2 separate regions of the Capsicum annuum genome follow, and region 2 is linked to region 1. Evidence: chromatin contacts called from public Hi-C data. All regions are on one chromosome and are shown on one strand. Each heading gives the region's core, a stretch centred on a gene start, on an enhancer-like site or on the middle of the called end of the contact. The rest is flanking DNA. Distances are from core to core; before and after follow the strand shown. Region 1 holds the start of LOC107845921 (vacuolar-sorting receptor 1). Region 2 has its middle 19 kb from the start of LOC107845922.

Evidence for each region. Hi-C and Micro-C count contacts between places; a contact is called where the count stands out from the background.
Region 2: a contact with region 1 is called in a Hi-C map of leaf, with 4 times the contacts expected there. The contact joins the enhancer-like site here to the promoter of LOC107845921 in region 1. A contact is called at or near these places in 3 of 5 Hi-C or Micro-C datasets (bud and leaf).

Annotation. Positions count from the first base shown.
Region 1 is chr10:144,846,584-144,849,508 of UCD10Xv1.1, reverse strand. LOC107845921 (vacuolar-sorting receptor 1) reads left to right here and starts at 1,338. Exons shown (of 12, transcript XM_016690433.2): 1 at 1,338-2,089. The coding sequence starts at 1,795.
Region 2 is chr10:144,927,169-144,930,168 of UCD10Xv1.1, reverse strand. No RefSeq gene overlaps it. Among protein-coding and RNA genes, the nearest start is that of LOC107845922, 19 kb to the left of the region's middle. Within about 2 kb of position 1,553, at least 4 of the 5 cell types and tissues checked have an H3K27ac peak or open chromatin away from gene starts, as enhancers often do. A contact at or near this core is called in bud and leaf, where this site is marked.

The DNA.
Region 1 (2,925 bases), core at 89-2,588:
ACTTAAGGATTGTGTTATATCAACAAAAAGTTAAGTAATACGAAACGAATTTAGTAAGAGAGCGATTAAATACGAAAATATACGCATATGCATGTACATACATATGTATATATACACATTTAGGGGTGAGTTGTTTGGAAACAAGTTATCTCAGAATTAGTTATTACAAAATAAGTTGTACTAACATGTATGTGTGATAATTTATCTCATCACTGTGATATAAATGGTGCGATAAATAATTTTGACACTACCTAATACATCTAATTAAATGCAGGATAAATAATCATGAACTTTATCTCTGAATTATTATAGTTATACCTCACACCAAACGATTCTTTAATAAATATAATACCAAAATAACGATCTTAAAAAATAATATTGAATTTTGTGATAAATTTATAAAAAATATTAATTTACTTATAAAGTTAATAAATTTAAATAAAATAGTATAAATATCCATGTTAAAAAAATATTCATTACATATAATATAAAAAGATATTACATAAATATAGAATTAAAATTATAAGAACAAAATATATTGCATGAAACAAAAAAAAAGAAAAGTTTGATTATTGTTGATAGTTCGGGTAAGCTGATTTCGAAAACAGACTTTCGGGGGAAACGATTTTCACCCCTTCAAAAAAGGAAGAAAAGGTCCAATGTTTACGTAGGAGTAGTAACTTTTGTGCTTCTAATGATGGTACTTATTTTTGTGGCAATTAAACCGTTTTCCTTTTGTTGTTGAAGACTTTCTGGTATTACTTTTATCGATTTAAAATAAATGTATTTTTGATTCTCTTAAAATGATTAATTTTAAAGTACAAAAATATAATTAATTATTTTTTCAGTATTATCCTTCTCTGTAATGAAGTTTTTCAACTATCGCTCATTTTAAGAAAAAATTGACTACCTTTTAGATGTACTCTAGATTATTTTACTTGTGAATATTATTAAAAATAAATTGTCCATAGTTATTTGTTTCTTTTCTATGTACAATTAAATTATAAATATGATGTAAAAAAGTACCCTATTAAATGGAAAAAATAAGAAATAACAATAATTTAATTAACTTATTATTTAATTAATATTTTGCTGAGAAATGTGTAAACAAAAAAAGACACGTCTCTAAAATTCATTTGATTTGAATAGAAGTGAATGTTATTACTTATTCATTATTTTAAAATATATTTTTATTTTATTTATCATTTTAATACATTAAAACAAATCATTTAAATTTTTAGGCTCATCATAAGTACCAGTTTTCCAAATTATTTCTTAAAACTTATGTTAATTAATATGAATATTAGTAATAACTTGTCTGGATTGATCATTATTTCATGAGATGCAAAATTTAAAATGAACAAGTAATAATAAATGGATCAAATATTATCAGTATAAAAATCCCACAATTGTATCAATGTGGCAGATTACTGTATATGAAAGTACCATCCTGACAATTTGTCTCTCGACTCTCATACAAAATATTTCATCACTTTCAGCACAGTTTTCACGTTGAATCTGTAGCTTTTCCACTATTTTAAATTATTGTTGTTTTTTTCCTTCCTCCTTAATTAAGGTTCTAATATATAGTCTCCTCAAAAATCTCTTCCTAAGTCTACAATAAAGGTGTTTTTCTTTTTTCTTTTTTACCTTGATCACCAATACATGAGTTTTCTTGATCTACCATCAAGATCTGATTTTCATGTAAAATTTGTAGGTTTGATAGCTCCTAGACCTTAATTTTGAATTTTCTTGATCTGGGTCGTTGTCATATTTGTCTCATTTTTGCTGAAAATGAGGGCAAAGCTAGGGTTTTTGATGTTTGTTTGGTTTCTTGTATTTGAATCTTGTTTGGGTAGATTTGTTGTGGAGAAAAACAGCTTGAGAGTAACTTCACCAGACTCAATTAAAGATGTGTATGAATGTGCAATTGGGAATTTTGGGGTACCACAATATGGAGGAACAATGGTTGGTACTGTTGTTTATCCTAAAGCTAATCAAAAATCTTGCAAGAATTTTGCAGATGTTGATGTTTCTTTTAAAACTAAGCCTGGTGGTATGCCCGTTTTCGTTCTTGTCGATAGAGGAGGTAAATAATTTATGACTTTATTGCACTTTTGGGATTGTAATTTGCTTATTTTTTTTTTTTTTTGTACTAGAGCTTGTTTTAATGATGTTGGTTTAAAGTTTCTACCTTTTCTTGTTAATTGAGGAGGTAAATTTTATGACTTTTTGCGCGTTTCGATTGATTTATTTGAGCTTGTTTTAATGGTGTTTGTTTGAGTTTCCATGGTTTATGATGCCGGTTTTAAGTTTCTATCTTTTCTTGTTAATTGAGGAGGTAAATTTTATGACTATTTTGCGCGTTTGGATTGATTTATTAGAGCCTTGTTTTAATGCGGTTTGTTTGAGTTCATGTTTTATGACGTTGTCTTAAAGTTTCTCCCTTCCCTTGTTGATTGAGGAGGTAAATTTTTTGACTTTTTTGCGCGTTTGGATTGATTTATTAGAGCTTGTTTTATGATGTTTGTTAGAGTTCATGGTTTATGATCTTCGTGTAAAGTTTCTACCCTTTTTTGTTGATTGAGGAGGTAAAGTTTATGATTTCTCTGTGCATCTGGGATTGTAATTTGCGTATGTTTTTTGTACTAGTTCAGTTATTAGATCTTGTTTTAATGATGTTGGTTTTAGTTCATCACGACGGTGTATTTTATCTATTAGGTGCTCAGGATTATATAGATTAGCTTACATTTGTCAAATTTTCTTTCATTGTAAGTTGTAACTATATATCTTTTTGATGCCCTTTTGTGAATGAAATACTTTACTCTATCCAAAAAAAATTGATTAGCTTACATTTGTTTTTGTCGATAAATTGTGTAATCAGATTTCAGGTTTGTAAAGATCACCTAACTGTACCTCCGTGGG
Region 2 (3,000 bases), core at 304-2,803, 80 kb before region 1:
AACAAACTGCAAGTCTTAATCCAATGTACGCTCCAATTAATAATATAAACTTATATTAAAAGAAAGCGAAATATTATTGTCTTATACATTGATGATATTATTTATTGGAAATTAGATTGACTTCGCACTACTAAATATTAATGACGTTTCTTTTAAGAAATAAGAAGATTTTATTGATAAATAATATAGGTATAAGTTTGTTTGCTCTTATTTTTATTTTTGATTGCTCCGTAATTTGAGGATTGTTATTAATGTATTTCTCAAGGTTGGAAGATTTGAATTTGATCTTCATGAAAGAAGGGTTTTGTGGATCATTTTATGAAAGGGGAATTTTATCGATCTTCTTGATGTATTTGATCATTTAGAAAATGAGAATCTTGATCTCTCTATATGAGATGTAATTAGCTAATCATTATTAAACAATAAATCCGTATTACAAGCATGAGGAGAGAAGTTTGATGGTAGTAGCTTGTTCTCTATCCAGTTGCAGAACTGACGCAACCCAAACAAGTTGGTTTAAAAACAATAATGGATTAGTAGTAGAAGAACTAGTCGGAGTAAAGCTAGTAGATCACCCGAGCCAAAACATGTACCACATTATTAGCTTCCCTAAAAGCGTGTGAATCTGTAGATTCCCCAACTTCTTTAGCCAAAACCTGCATTAATGAGATATATCACTATATAAAGGTAATGAGTGATTATTTAAGATATGAAGGATATTTGTGCAGTATGTATCAATCTCCAGAGGAATGCACTGGTGTTGAGAAGCTAGGATAAGACCCTGAAGTGATGCTTTAAATTCCATCTCAGTGAAGTTGATAATATCAGCTTCAGAGGCAAAACCAAGTATCTACTACCTTGATTATTTCGGATGACACCTCTAATCAGAGGCTGATTTAGCATTGGTGGAGGAGGTTCCCGGGAACCCCCAAACATTTTCATATACGGTGTAATTATATTAAAAATGTGTTAAATATATAAAAATTATAGGTGAGAAACCCACCAGCAAAATTGTTAGTTGGCTTAGCGGTTCAAACCGGACTTGATGAAGTTTTCATATGCTATACTTATACCTTAGTTCGAATCCCCTTGGTATGACTATTTTTAATTTCTTTTGGTATAATATTTATCTTATTGGAACCCACAAGCTTAAAATCTTAAATTCGCTTCTGCCTCTAATGCCACATGTATTAGTGGATGCCTGAAAACTTTCATCGAAATTTAGTTTAAAGTGACCTGGAGGCTGGACAATCCATTTGATTTAAATTGAGCGCACATACATGTCCTTTGGGTTGGAGTTATTAGAGAAAATGAATTCCACCACTTTGGAGTTGACATGGAGATGAGGGACTTGGACAGATTTATTATGGAAGATGTTATTATTCCGATTTAGCCAAATGTTCCAAAGGGCAAAAAAGAAGAAAGTTTCCCAGTTAAGAAGGGGGTAAGTCATATTTACTGATTGAGTTAGTTCAATAAGCCAATAAGAGTGGGAGGGGAGAAAGTGGATAATATTGTAATGACTCCAAAAACACAGAGATCCTGCAATCAAGGAACAGATGGCGAGAGGTTTCAATAGAATTTGGGCAAAACTAGCAAGATTATTAGTGACTATGTTAAACTTGTGAAGATAATCTTTGATCGGAAGATGATCATGGAGAATGAATACCTAAACCCGCTCATTAATAAATTTTGTCAGAGTGGCCCAATTAATGTAGTAGAGTTTACGTTTGTTAGGGGTGGAACAACAGAGAAAGTCCCTCTCAATCTTATCAATGTTCTTATAGACTTTAGAAGGGAGCAAAAATAATTGAATGGGGTACTGGTAATGAGCATCGAGAGTGGCTTTAACAAGAGTTAGTCTACAGGCTCTAGCGAGAAATTTATTTTTTTCAAGCGGAGAGATGGTTACGCTTTCGATCAAGGATGTAAACAAAGTCTTAGTACTTCGGCTTATTGGTGAGAATAGGAAAATCAATATATATGTTCCAAAATTATCGGATTTCCTAATCTGAAGGAGTTGAGAATTGCTTTTATTGGAGAAAATAGCTGTGGAGCTGATTCTATTTAGGAAAAATTATCTAAAACAACAACTTAAGTTACAAAACTACTAAAAATCTCTCCACTTTAAAAATATTATAAATTTTTTAATATTTACTACTTTTACTAAAGGTTGAGATACATGTTAAATACCCCTTATTCTACTCCCTTACTTTACTAAATTAAGAATGGTTTTCCTCCTTATTCTATGCTATTATTTTAGCGGCAGTTTCAATCCCATGTTTTCCTCTAATTCTAACTTTTGAATTAAGGTAAATTTTTTCAATAAAATCATATTCAATTTCTTCTAATCTTATTTGCCAATTTTTTTTTCAAAAATCAATAATTTGGCACTGTTTTTACAAAGTGATTTTTTGGTAATATTTGGTGAACAAAGTCTTTGATTATCGTTTTTTCAGTCTATATTGTTTCGGTCTATGGAGATAACCAACCCGTATTTTTATTTGACAACCCTGTATGACCAGTGATTGAGACACATTCTCACACATGCAATCGTGTATTACAGCAATGGCTTGGTTGTCTTCTCCTTTGCCTTATCATAACATAAATCTGAACCTCAATTTGCTAAAGAAAACAAGGAAAAGGGTAAATTTACCCCTTTATACATAAGGGGAAATATCTTTTCCATGATTAATATGGGAGATATTGAACCAACGCCGCTCTTTTGTTCTGCAGTTTCAATGATTTTCACTCATAATGTATCGCCATTTTTTTTTTTGGTAAGTAGAATGAGACATTTGAATGACATGTTGGATTTTTACGAACTCGAATGAAGTTTCTTGGAAAAAAATTGTGCATCATTATCTCAAAATAAAAATTCAAGATCTATGGAGACCTTCTGAGCAATATCTTGTATCTCTTGTTCTCTGTTTTTGTTATTATTTGTATCTCTTATTTTTTAAGTTTTAGTGAAATAGGCATATCAAAGATACATGTTAG